Regions from separate parts of the Mus musculus genome. Here all the other regions are linked to region 4. The links are chromatin contacts, called in public HiChIP or PLAC-seq and promoter capture Hi-C maps. All regions are on one chromosome and are shown on one strand. The core of a region is the stretch at or near the end of the contact, and the rest is flanking DNA. Distances in the headings are between cores, read along the strand shown. Region 1 holds the start of Ccdc25 (coiled-coil domain containing 25). Region 2 overlaps Hmbox1 (homeobox containing 1). Region 3 overlaps Nuggc (nuclear GTPase, germinal center associated). Region 4 holds the start of Zfp395 (zinc finger protein 395).

Region 1 (4,906 bases), core at 913-3,412, 480 kb after region 4:
TTCCAAGCCACTGTCTCCTGTGTGAGATACCGGAGCTCCGCCATTAAAATACCCGTGTTGTTACATCAAGGTGTTGTGTTCTATTCGTGATTCTTGGGTGCACGCTGAATTGGGAGCTGAGTCGGGGTTTCCCCACTAGGTTCTTTCTTTTTTTTTTTCCATTTTTTATTAGGTATTTAGCTCATTTACATTTCCAATGCTATACCAAAAGTCCCCCATACCCACCCACCCCCACTCCCCTACCCACCCACTCCCCCTTTTTGGCCCTGGCGTTCCCCTGTACTGGGGCATATAAAGTTTGCGTGTCAACTAGGTTCTTTCAATGTCTAGTTCTAAATAAGTCTAAGCGATGGATGTCCTTCTTCATAGAACAAAGCTGGCTGGAATGAATTGACAAATGGCTAACATATTATTGGCTATTTGCAGGAATCATGAGTGAGTCAGCTACTCTTTTACAAGGTAGAATAAGGTTTCTACTAGGCAATGGTAGAACAGTATGTTTTGTTGAGGAAGATGTCTTTGAATCGGAGGCCTCACTACTTCAAACTCTGCTACAACTCTGCCTCCTGTTGTAATAGGGCCCAGACCTTAACAGAACTGACTCCATGATGAAAGTGTCATTCAGGCTATAAAACTCAGCACATAGACCTGTCAAAATGAAAACAAAGATCTAATCCATCAGAGTCCATAGTTCTGGGAAAGTCTCTAAATGCACTAAGCTTGCTTTCTGACTTCTGTAGTTCTTGTTAACTGAGGAATGTCAACCCAGAACATGTTTTTTTGTGTGTTTAAAAGCTCACCCTGAGGAAAGACTGAGAAAATGTTGCACTGGGATCCCAAACATCCAGTGTAGTATCCGGCCAACTAAAAAAGACTTTCTATTGGTTTAAACCCATGTTGGAGCAGTCTTCTCTGGTGGATAGCCTACAACATTGACCAGCACCAGGAAACCCAGAATGATAGTGGGTTTTGTAAAGTGAAAGAATTAGAACAATAGTGGAAACTGCTTAGTGGGAGACTCTGGCTAGTTTCTTCTTTTGAGAGAGTTAAAGCCAAAGAGGGGACATTTTTACCATCAGGTTCTACTTGCCTAGAATTTCCTGCTCTATGAAAGACTAGGCTCTCCAGGGACGGTAAAACTCCTTTTCTGTAGCCCTTTTGTGTGGTCTGACTTTTGGAGCTTGTTGGAGGGATACAGCCCGAAATGGACTCTCATATTTTTTCTTTATCAGAAATAAGAAAAACTTCCAAGTCAAACCTAGGAAGGCTGTGGAATTTTGTAAATTTATAGCAAGAGGTTCTGAACTTCAGAAGTTTGGTATTTGTTCAGTCTTGTAGGTAATAAGGAGCAGACATTAGATTTAAAGGAACAAAAAATAGCCCTACTCGGAATCCCAAAAAAGGAGAGTGTCTCTGGGTAGTAACAGTAACAATTCATTTGAGAACCTTCTGTCCTCGATGCAATTTAGTTCATTGTTTGACTGGGCAAGACAGTGCAGCATTTCTTCCATCTTGTATTCTTGCTGAGGCCATCTCAGGCTTAGATAGGGTTTGATGAACATTACCTAACTCTATTCTGACTAGTTTGGTCAAGTCAACAAACAAAAAACACAACAAAACCCTCACCTATGTCAAGTAATGGGAGAATGAGTTTATTTAAAAATTGGTTCTTGGGGCTGGTTAGATGGCTCAGTGGGTAAGAAAGAGCACTGACTGCTCTTCCGAAGGCCCGGAGTTCAAAACCCAGCAACCACATGGTGGCTCACTATCGTCCGTAATGAGATCTGATGTCCTCTTCTGGTGTGTCTAAAGACAGCTACAGTGTACTTACGTATAATAATAAATAAATCTTTTAAAAAAATTGGTTCTTACTGAGTGCCTCCTGAGGAAATGGTTACAGGGACCCTTAACCATGCATGAAAAAGGCAGTTTCTGCACGCATGGAGCCCATATTGGGTTGAGTGGGAAGACATAAAAAGCGATGACCAACTCTCGTGTCCACTTAGTAGAGCCTCTGAAAATAAAGTCTGCCCTTAGTATTTTTTCTTTATGACTTCAAACAAGATGTATTTCCCCAGCTAATTTCTTTCAACCAGACGCTTGAGCGGAATCCTCAAAATCCCCGGGACACCTGCTCTTCCGCCAACACCCTTCCCTTCGCCAGGACTAAAGATGGCGCTGACAGGACGGCGTTGTGACGCGACGGCACGTCCGCCGGAAGTGTCCTGAGGAGAGCCTGGAAGCCGGCTCACCCTCGCGCCGGCGGTATCTCAAGCTTCGCGTTTTGAGTAGGAGTCGCCACTCTTCTACCAGGATCATGGTGTTCTACTTCACCAGCAGCAGCGGTGAGTGACGCCGGGGCCCCTGCTTCCAAAGCCGGCATTCCCCAGCCGCCGCGCTGGGCTTGGACTTAGTCCTGAACCGCGTCCTTCCGCGGGCACCTCTCCCAGAGCCTTCTGGTTCCCTGCTTGGCCGTCCCCTCGGCTGCCTGGTCGTCCCCTGGCCCCGGTGGTCGCGGCGGGAATGCGCCCCCGCTTTCTTTATACCCGGTAATCATTCTCGTCCCCACTTGACAGACCCGCCAACGCTTCCTGGACGTGTGTGCGTTCCAGCCTAGTCCCCCACGTCCCCGTCGCAAGCCTTTGCCCTAGCGTTCTGCCCGCACCTTGGAGCGATGCTTGACCAGTGCGACAGGTGCCAGCAGATGTCTCCTGCAGGAAGAGTAGCTTGCCCTCCTACGCAGGGAGGGCCTGGGGTGCCGCGGAGAGCAATCGGAGGGCTGGAATGTTAGTACAGCCCCTCCCTGGGCAGAGGTGATGGTCCAGTGGACGTCTGCTAAGGCTACTGGGTTGGTTTTGGAAGGCCAGAAAGAGCTGTTTCGGTTTCCAGGAAATGCCGCGTCAACTTAGTTTCTCTGCCCATATTGTCCAGAATCAATTTCTAATTTTAAACTCTCACCCCATTAAAATAGCGCTTGCCTTTTTGAAGACACTGTGTGAGACCCAGTTTCCTCGTCAAGATAAAATATGCATTTCTTTCTGGACCCCCCTTAACATTCCTTTAGGACTGCTCTCATGTGGTATTAAAAGGTGTCTGCTTGAGCTACCGGGCAGGTCTCTTGAGGGGCAGTCTGTCTTGTCTCCTTAGCATAGTGCCCTACTTACACAGTTGGCTGCTGTGTTGATTTTTGCCCCTTCTTGAGACAGTGAGTGGCTCAGGTTGCTTCAAACATAGACTCTCCTGCCTGAAGGCTCCCTGACGTTGGCATTACTTTCTAGGTCCCCAGATCTGGAGTTATTGTTTGGTGGTTTTGTCTCTTAGTACTTTTTAGTTTGTTTATTTTTGAGACAGGATCTCATTATGTAGCCCTTGGCTGGCCTAGAACTCACAGTGTAGATCAGGCTGGCTTTGAATTCATGCTACCCTCTGCTCTGCCTCCCCAGTGCCGGGATTAAAGGCATGTACTACCTAGCCTTTCATGATACTTTTAACTGAAGCATTATTTTGTGAAGCGTCCTTCAGTGTGAGGTGTTTGTTTGTTTTTCTTTTTTGTAGCCATGCTACTTCTAAAAATTATTTTATGTCTGTAGGTATTTTTCCTACATGCGCATCTACATACTACTTGTGTGCCTAGTGCCTATCAAGGCCAGAAGAGGATGATAGATCCCCTGGAACTGGAGTGACAGACAGTTGTTTGAGTTAGAGTGTTTGTCTAGTATTCCTGAAGTCTGGGGTTTGATCTCTAATACCACAGAAACTGAGTATGTGGTCCACTCCTGGAATCCTGTGATCCAGGAGGTGGGGGCAGAAACTCCCTGGCCTTCTAAATGTATGGTCCCTTGGTCCCTCCCTCCACCCCTCCTCTCTCTCTCTCTCTCTCTCTCTCTCTCTCTCTCTCTCTCTCTCTTGCATTTTTCGAGACAGGGTTTCTCTGTGTAGCCCTGGCTGTCTTGGAACTCACTCTATAGATATAGACCAGGCTGGCCTCGAACTCAGAAATCCGCTTGCCTCTGCCTCCCGAGTGCTGGGATTAAAGGCGTGCGCCACCACCGCCCAGCGAATGTATGGTCTCTTAACTTTTATTTGTTTTTTGTTTTTTGTCAGTCTCAGATAGACCAGACTGCCCTAAGCCAGCCTCCGTAGCTAAGGACAGCATGAATTCCAGACCCTTCTCCCACTCAAATGCTGGGACTATAGGCATACAACACCATCACTGCCCTGTGTGTGTTCTGCTCAGGGGTACAGACTCTCCAGCCAACTCTGTTTCTATCTACCAGGTCTTGTGCTTTGTAGACTGAACACCATCTCACAAATTTAGCTCCATTTAGGGTCCAGCAAGTTTTGGTAGGGTGTGTACCTAGTTCTTTCAGTCCTAATCTTGTACTTTAGAATCAAGATTAAGGAAAGCTTTCTAAGCAACAAAATGCTCATTACTTCAATGTAAAAACTAGGATTTAGCTTGTTTGAGGTAGCTGGAGGGCGTTAGAGCCAGTGTTTGGAGAAGTTTGAGAACTGTGGTTCCCCTGAGTGGAACAGGGCATCCACCATCGTAGCACAATGAGATATAAGCAATGCCAGCTAGCTAAGTTTTAAGAATACATTATATTCATTACATATACTATGCACACACACATAGACACACGTTTTTATATAGTTGTTTTGAGACAGGGTTTCTTTGTGTAGCCCTGGCTGTCCTGGAACGCACTCTGTAAACCTGGCTGACCTCAAACTCAGAGATCCACCTGCCTCTGTCTCCCATGTGTAGGGATCTGTTTTTAAATGTTTGTAGAAGAGATTGTTGTTCATTATGGGGAATGGTTGTTGTTGTTGTCATTATTGTCATTATCGTTGAAGAAGGCAAAAGTATAGGGCTGAGCTGGAAATTGCCATTAAACTTTATCCCTTA
Region 2 (4,753 bases), core at 1,840-4,339, 490 kb before region 4:
TAAAGATGTGTGCCACCACAGCTTGACTAAATTTAATATGTTTTAAAAGCTACAAAACTCTCAAAACTAATCTAACAACAATAACTCAGTAATACTTAGTATTAGCAAGAACATGGAATTCACACATAGCAGGGCTATTTCCAGAAGCAAATGGACAGGATCCATAAACACTGAACTTGAGGTATACATACCACAGGAGTGCGTGATTACCCAGCACACACATACTCAAAAGACATGCACAAGAAGCTTCAGAAATGAGCATTACCCAGAGAATTCCCTGGTTCCAAAACTTAAATGGCCATCAAATGCAGAATGCATATATTATGGTATCTGTGTCTTCTACTGCAGACTGCCATAGCAACAGGAAGAGGATAAACTAGTAGTATATGTACAGTATATGGGCAGACCTCACAGAAACAACGCTGCTTCCCTAAAGCCAAAAACATACAAAAGCCATACACTACACTATACATCAGGATGTAAATCAGCATACTGGTACCCATGCAGGAAAAAGGTCAAGGATGATGGTTTATGTAGTGGCCAGTGATGTTCTTTACTGATACGGAAGGTGGTAATGTGGATATCTATACTTTATGAAAGTCATTGAGTTGTCACCTACTATACATATTTAAAAAGGTCCCCACAAATTTTTTAAAACTCAAAGATTATATATATTTAATACTATATATTTAATTAACATATGTTAATATGGGAAGATGCCCTTGATACATAAAGTATATGCTTTTATGAATATAACTTTATATGCCCTGTATTACATTTATATCTAAATATATCAAAAGCTTACAGATGCACACTATAAATGTAAATTTTCCCTACATTTCTACCACTAAAACTTTCTCAATCTTTCTATAAATGTTTTAATGCCTGGCTTTTGACACTGAATATTTTAGTTTCTGTTCGTTCTTTTAGAAACAGTGCAATTAAAGTAAATGAAGACTTATAAAAAGAAGTCCACTTCTGCTTTTTGTCTGCAATTTTACTCTGAGGTAAGCATGTGACGGACTTAAAAATGTCACACACATTTCTCTCTGTATAATAATGAATGCAATGAAACAAAGGGAGGAGCAGGCAATACAGGCTGTCTTCCTGACTCACCTTGGATTCGGACAATAAATGCAGAAAATGAACCAGTTAACCAAGCCATTTCCAGAAGAGGCATTGCAAAACAGTTGAATAAACAGCAAATGTCACACTCAGAAATGACTTTCCTCTAGGGTCCTTGACCCACAATCGCGGCTGCTCTGGGAGCTCTGTGGGACTTGACATTCAGGTCCTCGAAGCTTCTCTGCACTGTCTGCCAGCTCTGCTACTTCCCTTGGGAGAAAATTCCAGATAGTCTCTTCCCTGCTGTGGAAGAAATTCTTGGGAAAAGTTTCAGATCTTCAAAAACCTCTTTTCTACCTCTTGTAGGGCAGAAGCAAAGGCAAAGTTTCATATAATTTACATACACCGACTAAAACTAAGCCCTGCTTAATTTCTTTCCAGTGAGAAAGTAAGCCCCTTATATCCAAAGTGGTTGGAGGTAGTCTTTAGCTGGCATCCATAATGTCTTGTGAACGTCAGCTTTACTGACTCCTCTCTGGAGTTTACACACCACGCTTCCTCCACTAGAGGGCTCTCAACTAGAACCCAGCCTTCTAAATCTCAACACTGGACTCTGGATTCCTCTCCATGTTTTGTTTCCTGCCACAACCTACTGGCTCTTCACCTTGGAATGAGGGACACAGCCCCTCCAGAGCATGATCATTTTGGCTCCAGGTGCTATGTTAGCTTTCTACTCATTAGTGGCCACTGGGATTCCATATTTAAGCCTCTTTCTTTGATCATCGTAATTATCAACAATGATTTAAAATGTCATGTAAATGCAAGAGACTCTCAGGGCACAGCCTGTTCTTGGAAACCACTGGCTAGGCAACTTTAATGAGAATTTCTCATAGACCAACACAGTAAGCCTAATCCATTATCCTCCCCCCTCATCTGCTCATCTTCCTATAGGAGTTAGCTCAGCTTAACCTCTCACCCACTCCCTCCCCTAAAGCTTGCATTTTTACCAAAGCTCTTTCTTCTAGTCATCACTCCCCTGTTCAGCCTCTTTTACCTGAACAACCGTAACGACTCTGATGGCCCCAACAGGCCATCTCAGAACTACAAAATACAAAATCCTTATGAACGTTCAGCAATTTTCAAAGTCCTTTAGCAATTTTCTACCTCAATCAGAGCTATGTTTAGATATGTTTTGTTATATTTGAGCCAGAGTCTCACTAGATAGCCCTGGCTGGCCTGGAAGTCACTATGTGCCTCAAGCTTGTCTCCCACACTTAAGCTTCCTATTTTAGTGCTTTTGAGTGCCACATTATAATTATATTCTAATTATATATTCTCTATAAAAATTCAAGTATGTTGAACACACATAAGAAAATACTTTTTTTCCACCACTTTCTTATTTATTACCTTAGAATCATTCTTGTTTGTTTGGTATGGATGCATAAGACCTTCCCAATACATGTAACACATAAACTTTTAAAGAGCATACACATAGTAAGAGACTGACTTTCTCCACCATGCACAATGTTCATCCAATTCCTCTCTTAACCCAGGAGACAGCAACCTCAGGAGACCTCTAGCTCTGTCTTGTGCTGTTTGCTCCATGGCAGGCATGTCTCACTCTGTAGCCTGAGCTGGCTTTGAACGCTTGCTGCTCCTTCTCCCTCAGCCTCCTGAGTGCTGGGGTTAGAGCTGAGTCATTGGACCAGCTTCACGGTGACTTTTTATTGACTATTCTTTTTACATTTTCTGTTGTGTGTATGAATGATGTATGTCCACACGTGTGTGTGCCTGATGTCCATGGAGGCTGGAAGAGGGAGTTAGATTTAGTTTTTAAGCTAAAGCTTAACTGACCTGGCAAAGCTGCTTCTGCATTTCTGATGTATATTGTCTGGAATACTAGAGGCTTATGTTTCAAGATGCTAATAAATTCTGGGATAAAATTTTATGCAGCAACAGATGAGGAAGCCACACACACTCACTCGCTCTGGGACCTCTGTCTTTACTGTAATCTTCACATTAACTTCTGATTTTTAGTTTCACTTTCATTTGGTCCTGACCCAGAGTCTCCACCACAACTTACTCAGGGCTAGGTTTAAATGGATTCAAGATTTTCTCATTCCCCAATTTTCTGACTTTGAAGCCCTATATATTTGTTGTAAACTGAGGTATATTCTACAAAGGTTTATTCTCATATGTATACAATGAGTTTTGAAAAATGTGCATGTGTGTGATCATGGTATGACTCAAAATATAGTTCTCTTCCTGCCCTTTCTTGGTTCTGATTTCAGTCTATACATAATTTTTGCATTTTCAGCTTAATTCTTGTTGGCACTATCTCACATGGAGTTCTTCTTACTAGTTCAAGTTGACTGGTGCTGGGTTAGCCAGGCCTTATCCACTTGAGGGTCTGTATCCGTTACATATTTGGAGGACAATACATTTACAGAGATAAATTGGGGTCACTGTTCCTTCAGGATCTGTGCAGCTGCAGTAAAGTGAGTGGGAAGGGCACAGCAAGAATCTCTACCGATGGCATGCCTCTGTGAAAGGAAAGCAAGACAACTTCTATAAAGGCACTGACAAGTATGCTCTCAAAGTCACCCTTTTCAAGGCTGTGCAAACTATCAAGGGCTCACCATGCAGCACCTACACGGCAGCTCTCGATCACCTGGAACTCCAGTTCCAGGGATCCAACAACAGGCCTCCATGAGGGTGCACATCACATCATCACCCCCCCCCACACACACACACACTATTAGTAAATATGTCTTTAAAAAGAAGAATCAATCAAAATTGGCCTGGAAGCTAGTCATGGTGACTCAGGCCCGAATCCTCAGGAGGCTGAGGGAGAAAGAGTAGCAAGCGTTCAAAGCCAGCTGAGGCTACAGAGCGAGACACTGCCTGCAATCGATCAAACAGCCAAACAACACACCATAACAAACACAATACAACCACAGGAAGATGTGTCCTTACAGTAACTGGGATAGCAGACTTACTCAACATAGGAACCGTCTAAAAAGCTACAGAAAAGGATGAGAAAAATGGCTTATCCTATAAAAACTATCAACAGAGACAATTATATGGAAGAACTAGACAGAAATTTTGGAGTACAAAAGTATAAATGAAACGAAAAGTTTGCTGGTAGGGTTCCATAGCAAATAAGAAGTCGCAGAAGCATTCATCACCGCATTGCAAAGGTCAGCTGAGATGACTTATGGGAACAGAAGACAAGAAGGAGTACTACAAAGCAAAGCTTCATAAACACATGGGATACCACCACACATGCCAAATACAGGTGAGACTCTTAGGACACACCAACGTAAATAAAGAAGATTTTGAGAAAATAATGGCTAAAATCACGGGAATTTTGATGAAAAAATCTTAACATTTTTAAGGTGCCTAGTGATCATCATGTATGTTAACTCAAAATTTCACACCTACAAGTACCATAAAGCAATAGCACATAGAGGTGCCACCAAGTCAGAGAGCCTAAGTTCAACAGATATGGTGGAAGGAGAGACCAATTCCCACAAGATGCCTTCTGATCTCCACTCATAAGCTACAGCATACATGTGCCTCCACCCATGCATGCAAAATAAGCAAAACTGTAATAAAAATGCTTTAAAATCAAAGATAAGAAGTAAAAGTAAGAGAGGGAAAAGAAGGATTATGTACAAGGTGTGCT
Region 3 (4,869 bases), core at 2,084-4,583, 270 kb after region 4:
CGTCACAATAATCCCACCTCCTAAACCATTAATTACTTCAGAGAATCTGATACCAAACTTATACTTCAGTTTTAAGTCTCCAGGCTCTTTTGTAAACAAAAGAATCTTTTTAGTGTTAAATGAGAACATAGTCTGCTTAGAGACTTTGAAATTAAAGCTGAACCAGTAAAATTCTTATAAACCGCCTTCAAGAACACATTAAAAAAAATCAGCCACCAAACAAAGCCCCTTCATCCCTGAGACTCAGGGATGGGTCACATATGTAAATCAATATTGTAGTTTATCACCTAAGAGACTCAAGGACAAATACCACATGGTCATCTCATCAGACACAGAAAAATTCTTTAACAAAATCCAACATGTCTTCATGATAAAATCCTAGAGAATCTAGTGTAACAGGTATATATCTCAGCATTAAAAATAAATTACTCTGGGCTGGAGAGATGGCTCAGTGGTTAAGAGCACAGACTGCTCTTCTGAAGGTCCTGAGTTCAAATCCTAGCAACCACATGGTGGCTCACAACCATCCGTAATGAGATCTGATGCCCTCTTCTGGTGTGTCTGAAGCCAGCTACAGTGTTCTTAGATATAATAATAATAAATAAATCTTTAAAATGAGTTAAAATGAGTATGATTATTCAGTAAGGAACTTTTGTGGGTCTGGAAGGAGTTAGGAGTTGTGGGTATATAGGATCATCACACACAGAGTGAAATTCTCAAAGAATTTGTTTAAAAAAAAGCTGTTTTAAAAAGAAACTTTAACTTTTATAGGATATGAGGAAAGTTTGTTTTTTATAGGACATTTCTTTGCCAGCCTTTGTGCTGGGAAATGTTTTAAAACCAGTTGTTTAGAACAAAACAAAACAGTAGCACCTCACCCTTCTGATTTGCACTATGTACTCTGTGGGGGTGCTCTGAGCACCTCCAGCATCTTAAGTGTATCTGCCCACCCCACTCAGGCAGAGGCGGGAAGGCACATGACAGCCAGCGCTCAGGAGCGGGAATCTGGTGGTTCCAGTGACCACTGCCAACAATACATACTTTTGTGCTTTCAGCGTTAGGTTCTGGGTCTTTGCCCAGGGCCTCACACATGCTAAAGCCACACTCCACTGCTGAGCTCCACCCCCAATCCCACGTTACTTATGAACATTCATTTTTTTCTAAACAGGATCCTCTTCTGCGTGCTTACATTTGAGTAATTTTTGCTATGCGTTTCCTGCTATAATTGAAACCTTAATTTCACAGTTAAGAGAATATTGTCCAGAGATCAGTTTCTTTGTGACCTTGCTAATAGTGGACAGCTGGCAACACTTAACAATAGAAATAATTTTGACTGGGGAGGTGGCTTACTTGGTAAAGTCCTTACTATGCAAATAGGAGGTCCTGGCTTCAGATCCCCCAGCACCCACATAAAAAGCTGAGAGTGATAGTGGGTGCCTGAAATCCTGGCCTGAGGCACGCTGCCAACCACTATACCCAAATCTGTGCACTTCGGGTTCAGACTTCGATAGTAATCCTAATCCTGATCGTAATCCTAACAATGGGGAAAGTAATTAAGGAACATATTTAACGTCGACCCCTGACCTCGACATGCATGTGTTTGTGCACAAGTGCGTGTACACACACGCACGCACGCACACACACACACACACACACACACACACACACACACACACACACACACACACACTTCATATCTGCTCCCTAAGGCACTCAGTGAGTTTGCTGAGAGTTCCCTTGGGGCTTCTGTGGTGCTTCTTTGCCCACACTTGACCTATTCTGCTCTCTACATGTCTCCCCTGCTGCAGAGAAAACTGCCAGCTGACTCCAAGGTTCTGGAAGCCTCAGATCTGGTGTACACGGTCAGTGCCCATGAGTACTGGCAGCGGACCATCCTGACTGAGGAAGAAAGTGGTAATTTCTATTTTTTAACCTCAAACACTAACATCTGAAAGAATAGGCTTGGCGCTCTAAGCACCCTGCTCTAGAAATTCTCTTGCCGTAGCAAAGTTTTATTCCCACTTAACTACAGTGTTTATACCTATGAGCATGTATTTTGTGCTGCGTGTCTGTGTGCACATATAATCACTTTTTTCCTCCTTGCATTGTGTGTCTGAGACCAAAATTTTTCTCTCATCCAAATTTTACCAGAGTTAGTAAGAGTAAAAGTCAAGGCATTGGGTTGTCATTTCCTTGGTGTGTGGCTTGTGATTCTTCAGTACCCAGCTATTAGCATCAGGCATCGTTAACAGATGTATATCACATGTGTTTCTGGGAGGCGGAGAAAATAGAAGGCCATGGTTCCTTTCTCTGAATATTTTTGAGTCTAAATGAAGAGCCAATAATCCCCATGTGCAAAGATGAAAGGGAAAACCAGACTGAGAGTGTCTTGGCCCTGAGCACAAAGGAAAGCTGAGAATCTTGAGACCCATGCGTATCTGAGTGCTCTTGGTAACTAGATGAGGGTTTAAGTTGGGTTTTAGCCTAAGACTAACAGGGACTATGGCTGCACAGGTCTTAACAGATGTACATATGGGTGAATGAATGATGCTTAAAGCAGAAGTACAACAAGTTCCCCAACTCAGGGCAACTGTTTCATTGACTTCCTTTATGAATTCTATTGTGACAAATGTTTCGATATTATTTGTGCTGGTTTTGAATTGCAGAGATCCCCAAGTTAAGAGAATATATTAGGAAAAGGATCTTGGACAAGAAGAGGAGGCTGGTGACCAAGTACGTCACAGAAGCCTTTGGCCTATTGCTTCTCACAGACACGTTAAACACGGAGGAAAGCCTGCTGGTAAGGAAGGCCCCCTGGGTTGTCTCATACTCTGCCTGTGAAACTGTTAGTTAGGAAGGCCCCAGTGTTGTCTCACACTCTGCCTGTGCAGGTGTAAAGTTAGAAAGGCCCTAGGTTTGTCTCACTCTGCTTGATCAGAGTGTAAGTTAGGAAGGCTCCTGGGTTGTCTCACACTCTGCCTGTGCAACTGTAAGTTAGGAAGGCCCCAGGGTTGTCTCACACTCTGCCTGAGCAGGATTATGTTAGGAAGGCCCCAGGGTTGTCTCACACTCTGCCTGTGCAGGGTGTAAGTTAGGAAGGCCCCAGGGTCGTCTCACACTCTGCCTGAGCAGGAGTAAGTTAGGAAGGCCCCAGGGTTGTCTCACACTCTGCCTGAGCAGGAGAAAGTTAGGAAGCCCCCAGGGTTGTCTCACACTCTGCCTGAGCAGGGTGTAAGTTAGGAAGGTCCCAGGGTCGTCTCACACTCTGCCTGAGCAGAGTAAGTTGGGAAGGGCCCTGCATTGTCTCACACTCTGCCTGGGCAGGTGTAAGGAAGGGAGGCCCCAGGGTAGTCTCACACTCTGCCTGAGCAGTAGTATGTTAGTAGGTCCCCAGGGTTATCTCATACTCTGCCTGTAAAACTGTAAGTTAGGAAGGCCCCTGGGTTGTCTCTCACTCTGCCTGTGCAGGTGTAAGTTAGGAAGGCCCCAGGGTTGTCTAATACTCTGCCTGATTAGAGTATGATTTAGGAAGGTCTCTGGGTTGTCTCAGACTCTGCCTGTACAACTGTAAGTTTGGAAGGCCCCAGGGTTGTCTCACACTCTGCCTGAGCAGGAGTAAGTTAGGAAGGTCCCAGTGTTGTCTCAAACAAAACATGAGCAGAGTATGAGTTAGAAAGTCCCCTGGGTTGTCTCAGAGTCTGCCTGTGCAACTGTAAGTTAGGAAGACCCCTGGGTTGTCTCTCACTCTGCCTGTGCAGGTGTAAGTTAGGAAGGCCCAGGGTTGTCTAATACTCTGCCTGATTAGAGTATGATTTAGGAAGGTCTCTGGGTTGTCTCAGACTCTGCCTGTGCAACTGAAAGTTTGGAAGGCCCCAGGGTTGTCTCACACTCTGCCTGAGCAGGAGTAAGTTAGGAAGGCCCCAGGGTTGTCTCACACTCTGCCTGATCAGGAGTAAGATAGGAAGGCCCCAGGGTTGTCTCACACTTTGCCTGAGCAGGAGTAAGGTAGGAAGGCCCCTGGGTTGTCTCTCACTCTGCCTGTGCAGGTGTAAGTTAGGAAGGCCCAGGGTTGTCTAATACTCTGCCTGATTAGAGTATGATTTAGGAAGGTCTCTGGGTTGTCTCAGACTCTGCCTGTGCAACTGAAAGTTTGGAAGGCCCCAGGGTTGTCTCACACTCTGCCTGAGCAGGAGTAAGGTAGGAAGGCCCCTGGGTTGTCTCTCACTCTGCCTGTGCAGGTGTAAGTTAGGAAGGCCCAGGGTTGTCTAATACTCTGCCTGATTAGAGTATGATTTAGGAAGGTCTCTGGGTTGTCTCAGAATCTGCCTGTACAACTGTAAGTTAGGAAGGCCCAGGGTTGTCTCACACTCTGCCTGAGCAGGAGTAAGTTAGGAAGGTCCCAGTGTTGTCTCAAACGAAACATGAGCAGAGTGTAAGTTAGAAAGTCCCCTGGGTTGTCTCAGAGTCTGCCTGTGCAACTGTAAGTTAGGAAGACCCCTGGGTTGTCTCTCACTCTGCCTGTGCAGGTGTAAGTTAGGAAGGCCCAGGGTTGTCTAATACTCTGCCTGATTAGAGTATAAGTTAGGAAGGCCCCTGGGTTGTCTCACACTATGCCTGTGCAGGAGTAAGTTAGGAAGCCCCCAGGGGTGTCTAATACTCTGCCTGATTAGAGTATTATTTAGGAAGGCCCCTGGGTTGTCTCACACTATGCCTGTGCAGGTGTAAGTTTGGAAGCCCCCAGGGTTATCTAATACTCTGCCTGGGCAGAGTATAAGTTAGGAAGGCCCCTGGGTTGTCTCACAGTCTTCCTGTGCAACTGTAATTTAGGAAGGCCCCAGGGTTGTCTCACACTCTGCATATGCAGGTGTA
Region 4 (4,253 bases), core at 351-2,850:
GGAATACTTAGCCTTCAGCAGCTTAAATGACAGTGAGAAATCACCCTCCCAACACCAGTAAAAATATATCTAGATATTTTAAGGACAAATTAATATTATTAGGGATAAAAAAAATCACCCCTAGTTGAGAATCATCTCCTGTAGGAATTTTGATTCCAGTTGGATAATTTTATTTCAACAAATAGTTGAGGGCAGAAAAAAGGACATACTATTTTTTTAAAATGTATTTATTGTGTATGTACAGGGCTGGAGTTGATTCCCTCCGCTATGTTGTGCATGTTGGGGCTCTAACTTGTGACATCAGACTTGGTCACAAGCAGTGTTACCCACGAGCCCTCTTGCCAGTTCCCAGGACATATTGTTTTTCATTTGCCGTGAGCTAGGCACTATCTCTAGTTACACTGCTTTGTTTTATAGATCAAGAAGCTGATGTGTTTAGGGCTGAACCTGCTAAAGATGCCAATGCTAACTCAGCTCTTAAAATGGGATGTGATTCCCAAGCTCTACTAACACTCCACGGCCTCCTAGAAACACAGGAAGTCCAAAATTGGAGGTGAACTGCAACTTCGAAGTATTTTAAAACTTTTTTTTTGAGAAGGGAGGGGCTATTACTCTTTTACTCATTAAATTTGATTGTAAACACACACACACACACACACTCACACACACTTAGACATTCGCACACACCCCTCTCCACTGTCCTTGGCCTTATCTAGAAAAAACACAGAACTACACAATGGAACCGCTTCGATTCTCCCTGTTACAAATTATCCAAAAGCCAGAGCCTAACGGTGCCAAAAAGCAACCGGTATTGTTTACACAAGGGCTGAAGGCTAATAGTTAACTTTCTCCTATTTAATTCCAGAAACAGTAAACATCGCCTCGCGCTACAACTACAAACGAATAAAAGTCATAAAACTGGAGAAGAACACTCTTGGTCCAAAGCGAAATGGAAAGGTTGGGTTTTCAAGCGCTTCCGCCCTCGCGCGCCGCCTCCCGCTACCCGGCCTCGGGTCCCTGTCGCCCTCGCCAAGCTCCTGTCCCTGGCGCCTAGAGCTTCTGGCTTCCTTTCCCGCCCTGGGGCGCGCTGGAAAAACAACAGCCAGAAACTTTGGTTGGGTTTGCAGTTCAGTTGGGGGGGGGGTCGGGGGGGGAGTCAAAAAAAAAAAAAAGGAGGCGCGGGGGTAGCAGATACGCTAGTTCGGTTCCGGGTGGTGCTGAACGCTCGGATTTCGGGGTGGGGGCTGGGGAAGTGGGTCACAACTCGGTCAGGTTCAAGTGCGCATGTGTGAGAGGAGTCGCTCCAGCACTTATTGAGCGCCCACTGTGTACCGCCAAGCAGGGTGTGTGGAGCGCGCGCGCGCACGTCCGGGGCTGGGGCTGGGGGCGCGCGAGTCGTGCGCGCGCGTGGCCGGGGGTGTGTCCCTGCGTCTGGCTGGCTCGCGGGCGGACTGGCTGCGAGCGGCTCGGCGCGCTCCCTTCCCGGGCGGGGGAATCCGGGCCGGGTTGTGGCCGCGGCCGCGTACGTGAGCGCAGTGTCCCGGAGAGGGAGGGCAGGCCGGCCAGGTGGGCGCGAAGGCGGCGGCGCGGGAGGCGGCGCAGTGCAGGGGCCGCGCCGGTGGCGGGCAGGGCCGCGGCCGCTGCAGGGAGCCGAGCTGTCTGGGTCAGTGGCCGGCCGAGGTGAGCTGCGCGCGGGACCTCGCATGGGTTGCAGCCCGGGTTTGGGGCCGACAGCCAGGGGTGGGTGGGAGACCCGGGAGGCTCGCGCGGCCCGGGCAGGACCGGGGCTGCTGCGGCGCTGGCGGGGTGACTGGGTGGGGGTGGCCGCTCTCCCTCTCACGCGTCGCCTTGTTTATGTCGCGGGTCCTACGGCCCGATCTCCCTCCCAACTTTGAGTGGTGGCCGGGAGTGGCCTCGCGGGGCCACACTGACCTGTTAACCTGCTCCCTTTCCGGCTGAGCCGTCAGCCCTGCGCTATGCGCGCCCCTGCCCTCTCCATAACCAGAGAGTGCCGTGCTGCGGGACTGGCCTCGCGACACACCCTCTCTCAACCCCCTTCTTGCGGCCCCTTTCGCCGCCCCCTTGGCTCTAAGCCTTCCGGGCTCACCCCGGGTCCCTCCCGGGCCGTGGCACTGTGGGCCTCTGGAGTGGCCCATGGGGGCCTGCAAAGGGAGTTTGTCATGGGCAAACAATTCCAAGGCTTCCTGCCTGGGAGTTAAGGCTCTGCACCTTCACTTTAGGGCCCTCTTGGAGATCTAAAGAGACCCACCTGCCAGCAATCTTGCAGGAGCCCTGTTTTCCATCCCTCCCTTTCCTGTGGTTCTGGAGGACTTCCACCAGGCATGGGTTCCCATGATGCCAGGCCATGGCACAGGGGCTATCTATAGTTCTTCACTGCTTTCTGCAAGATCCCTTAACAGAATGGTGTAAAGTGGAGCAGTTTGTTTCAAACTGAGCAATCAACAGGTATTGTAGCCTGAGGACATCCTTCTAAGGGGGGTTGTGTAAATAGAGGTTCTTGCTTTGGAAGGGTGAAACACAAGGAAATTGGTTAGCCCACAGGTACCTCTGAGAAGCCACTCTGCCCTCTTCCCACTGCCAAGCTTTCTGGATGATGTCTCTGAAAGCTATGAGAGAGAAATGATTTGAGAGCTCAAATGCAAATGAACGTGCAAGGGCTGCAAAGTTACTGTGCAGGCTCAGGCACAGGAGGCATGGGAGATAAAGGTGGGGAAGGGAATACGGAACTCAGTTTGAAATAATTTCCACCTGTGGATAATTCCCTGGCAAGACTCAGTCAGAAGGAGGAGTTCACAGGTGACAAGTTTACAAAAGGATGTCCAAGGGCTTGCTTGTCTTGGTGAGAAAGGCAATAGAAGACTCATAGATAACACCCGTCGGGGCTTGTAATCTCTTGGAGGACATAGAAAGACTTGAGCATGTGAAATATGACTCCAGATGGGGCACAGTTAGTTGTCACAATGCCAGGTGCAGAACTGGGTGCTGTTGGAGGTCACAGGGAGGGAGGGAGCTATGGACTGGAATTACCAGGCCTGGGCTATGTGTCCTTGAAAGATGGGATTTATGAAAATGGGATACAAAGTGGAGATGAATATGGGTTTCTCTAGAGTCCAGGAGATGGCCTTGGCCCTCCTGGAATGTTTCCTGAACAGTAAGAGATAGAGAGAGGAATAGTGGCTGAGATTGTGAAAGTCCTAGAAAGTCAGACTGAGAATTGGACTTTTATCCAGGGTGGACTGGGAAGACAGTAGACCAGGGGATGAGGTAACAAGGATATTGGTAAAGAGTTTTGAATCTGATGTTAGGAGACAGACCAGTGAAGTAGCCTGTTGCACTTTTGGAGTGCTGTGGGTTTGGACTTGGTTTTACTGGAAGACACTGCTGTTGAAGTAATCTGTTGACGGGGTGGGTGAAGGGAAGAAATGAATAGGAATTAATTCCTGGAGGAAGCTGATCACACACCAGGGCCTGGAGCTGCTGTAGTTGTTAACCGGACTCTAAAATGTGTGTTTTGCAGAGAAGATGATTGCCACTTGGGCCCTAGAGAGGTCTCTTTTGTTTTATCTGGAAGTAGGTATGTTGGTGTTAGTAACTGTGGCTCTGATAGGTTATGCCCTGGAGCAGAGTGTATGGAGACCCGTCAGGGAACCCAGGGAACAAGCTCGCAGTTGTTTTGGTTGTAGGAGCAGCAGAGAATCCATGCAGGACTGAGGGTCTGACCTGCAGGGCTTCTGTTTTGACCTTTTACTGGACACTGTCTGGATTTGGCCCTGGATGTGGAGGAGCAATGCCGGGGAGTGGGCTTCTAGGGAAATGAGGCCATTTATTGTAAGCAGGGGTGGGGGTGGAGGGAAGTGGGGTGGGCTTTGCTGGAGGAGAATGTTAGACTCTGCTGCGTGCTGAACTTTACTCTTTACCGAGATGTAAGTCTCCTGCACTGTTTGTGCAGAGAGGGATGAACAGCAAGACCAGTTAAAGGAAGACAGGAATTTAGGACCTTTTGTGTGGGTCTGGTTTATCCCAGTCCCATCCAGTAACCCTGTCTCAGGATTCTGGTGAGAAGGCATAGAAGGGAGCCGGCACTCTTTTGAATTTTTTTTCCTGTCCACTGGAGTCTGCTCTCTTTTGCAAGAGTGACTTAGGGTGATTTGCTGAACAAATCCCCCAAGTGTCAGCGTGCAACATCTGAATTTGAAGAATAAGGTTACAGAAGGTTGTGGCATGAGCTGGGA

Evidence for each region. Promoter capture Hi-C pulls out the DNA fragments that hold promoters and counts their contacts. HiChIP or PLAC-seq counts read pairs in DNA pulled down with a chosen protein or histone mark.
Region 1: a contact with region 4 is called in a promoter capture Hi-C map of pre-B cells. The contact joins the promoter of Ccdc25 here to the promoter of Zfp395 in region 4. A contact is called at or near these places in 8 of 39 promoter capture datasets (the C10 cell line, the HPC-7 cell line, cranial neural crest and 5 more), 5 of 484 Hi-C or Micro-C datasets (B cells, Th1 cells, embryonic stem cells and 2 more), 4 of 115 datasets of contacts at active chromatin or transcription factors (effector CD8 T cells, embryonic stem cells and large pre-B cells) and 1 of 9 other capture datasets (liver).
Region 2: a promoter capture Hi-C map of liver shows a contact between it and region 4, with 2.8 times the contacts expected there. The contact joins the enhancer-like site here to the promoter of Zfp395 in region 4. A contact is called at or near these places in 4 of 39 promoter capture datasets (the C10 cell line, liver and pre-B cells), 4 of 484 Hi-C or Micro-C datasets (CD4 T cells, CD8 T cells, the G1E-ER4 cell line and 1 more) and 3 of 115 datasets of contacts at active chromatin or transcription factors (bone marrow-derived macrophages, embryonic stem cells and memory CD8 T cells).
Region 3: a contact with region 4 is called in an H3K4me3 HiChIP or PLAC-seq map of the SCID.adh cell line, with 9 read pairs. The contact joins the enhancer-like site here to the promoter of Zfp395 in region 4. A contact is called at or near these places in 1 of 39 promoter capture datasets (3T3-L1-derived adipocytes), 2 of 484 Hi-C or Micro-C datasets (the G1E-ER4 cell line and embryonic stem cells), 4 of 115 datasets of contacts at active chromatin or transcription factors (the SCID.adh cell line, embryonic stem cells and pancreatic cancer cells) and 1 of 9 other capture datasets (adipose tissue).

What each region holds. Positions count from the first base shown.
Region 1 is chr14:65,835,140-65,840,045 of GRCm38.p6, forward strand. It overlaps Ccdc25 (coiled-coil domain containing 25), which reads left to right and starts at 2,163. Exons shown (of 9, transcript NM_145944.5): 1 at 2,163-2,345. The coding sequence starts at 2,318.
Region 2 is chr14:64,864,007-64,868,759 of GRCm38.p6, forward strand. The region is part of intron 4 of Hmbox1 (homeobox containing 1); the gene reads right to left. Among named protein-coding and RNA genes, the nearest start is that of Hmbox1, 83 kb to the right of the region's middle. Within about 2 kb of position 3,090, at least 88 of the 459 cell types and tissues checked have an H3K27ac peak or open chromatin away from gene starts, as enhancers often do. A contact at or near this core is called in CD8 T cells, the G1E-ER4 cell line, bone marrow-derived macrophages and 3 more, where this site is marked.
Region 3 is chr14:65,621,353-65,626,221 of GRCm38.p6, forward strand. It overlaps Nuggc (nuclear GTPase, germinal center associated), which reads left to right. Exons shown (of 19, transcript NM_001195674.2): 11 at 1,809-1,914; 12 at 2,667-2,800. Among named protein-coding and RNA genes, the nearest start is that of Gm30245, 4.5 kb to the left of the region's middle. Within about 2 kb of position 3,334, at least 48 of the 459 cell types and tissues checked have an H3K27ac peak or open chromatin away from gene starts, as enhancers often do. A contact at or near this core is called in 3T3-L1-derived adipocytes, the G1E-ER4 cell line, the SCID.adh cell line and 1 more, where this site is marked.
Region 4 is chr14:65,357,076-65,361,328 of GRCm38.p6, forward strand. Zfp395 (zinc finger protein 395) reads left to right here and starts at 1,601. Exons shown (of 10, transcript NM_199029.2): 1 at 1,601-1,680.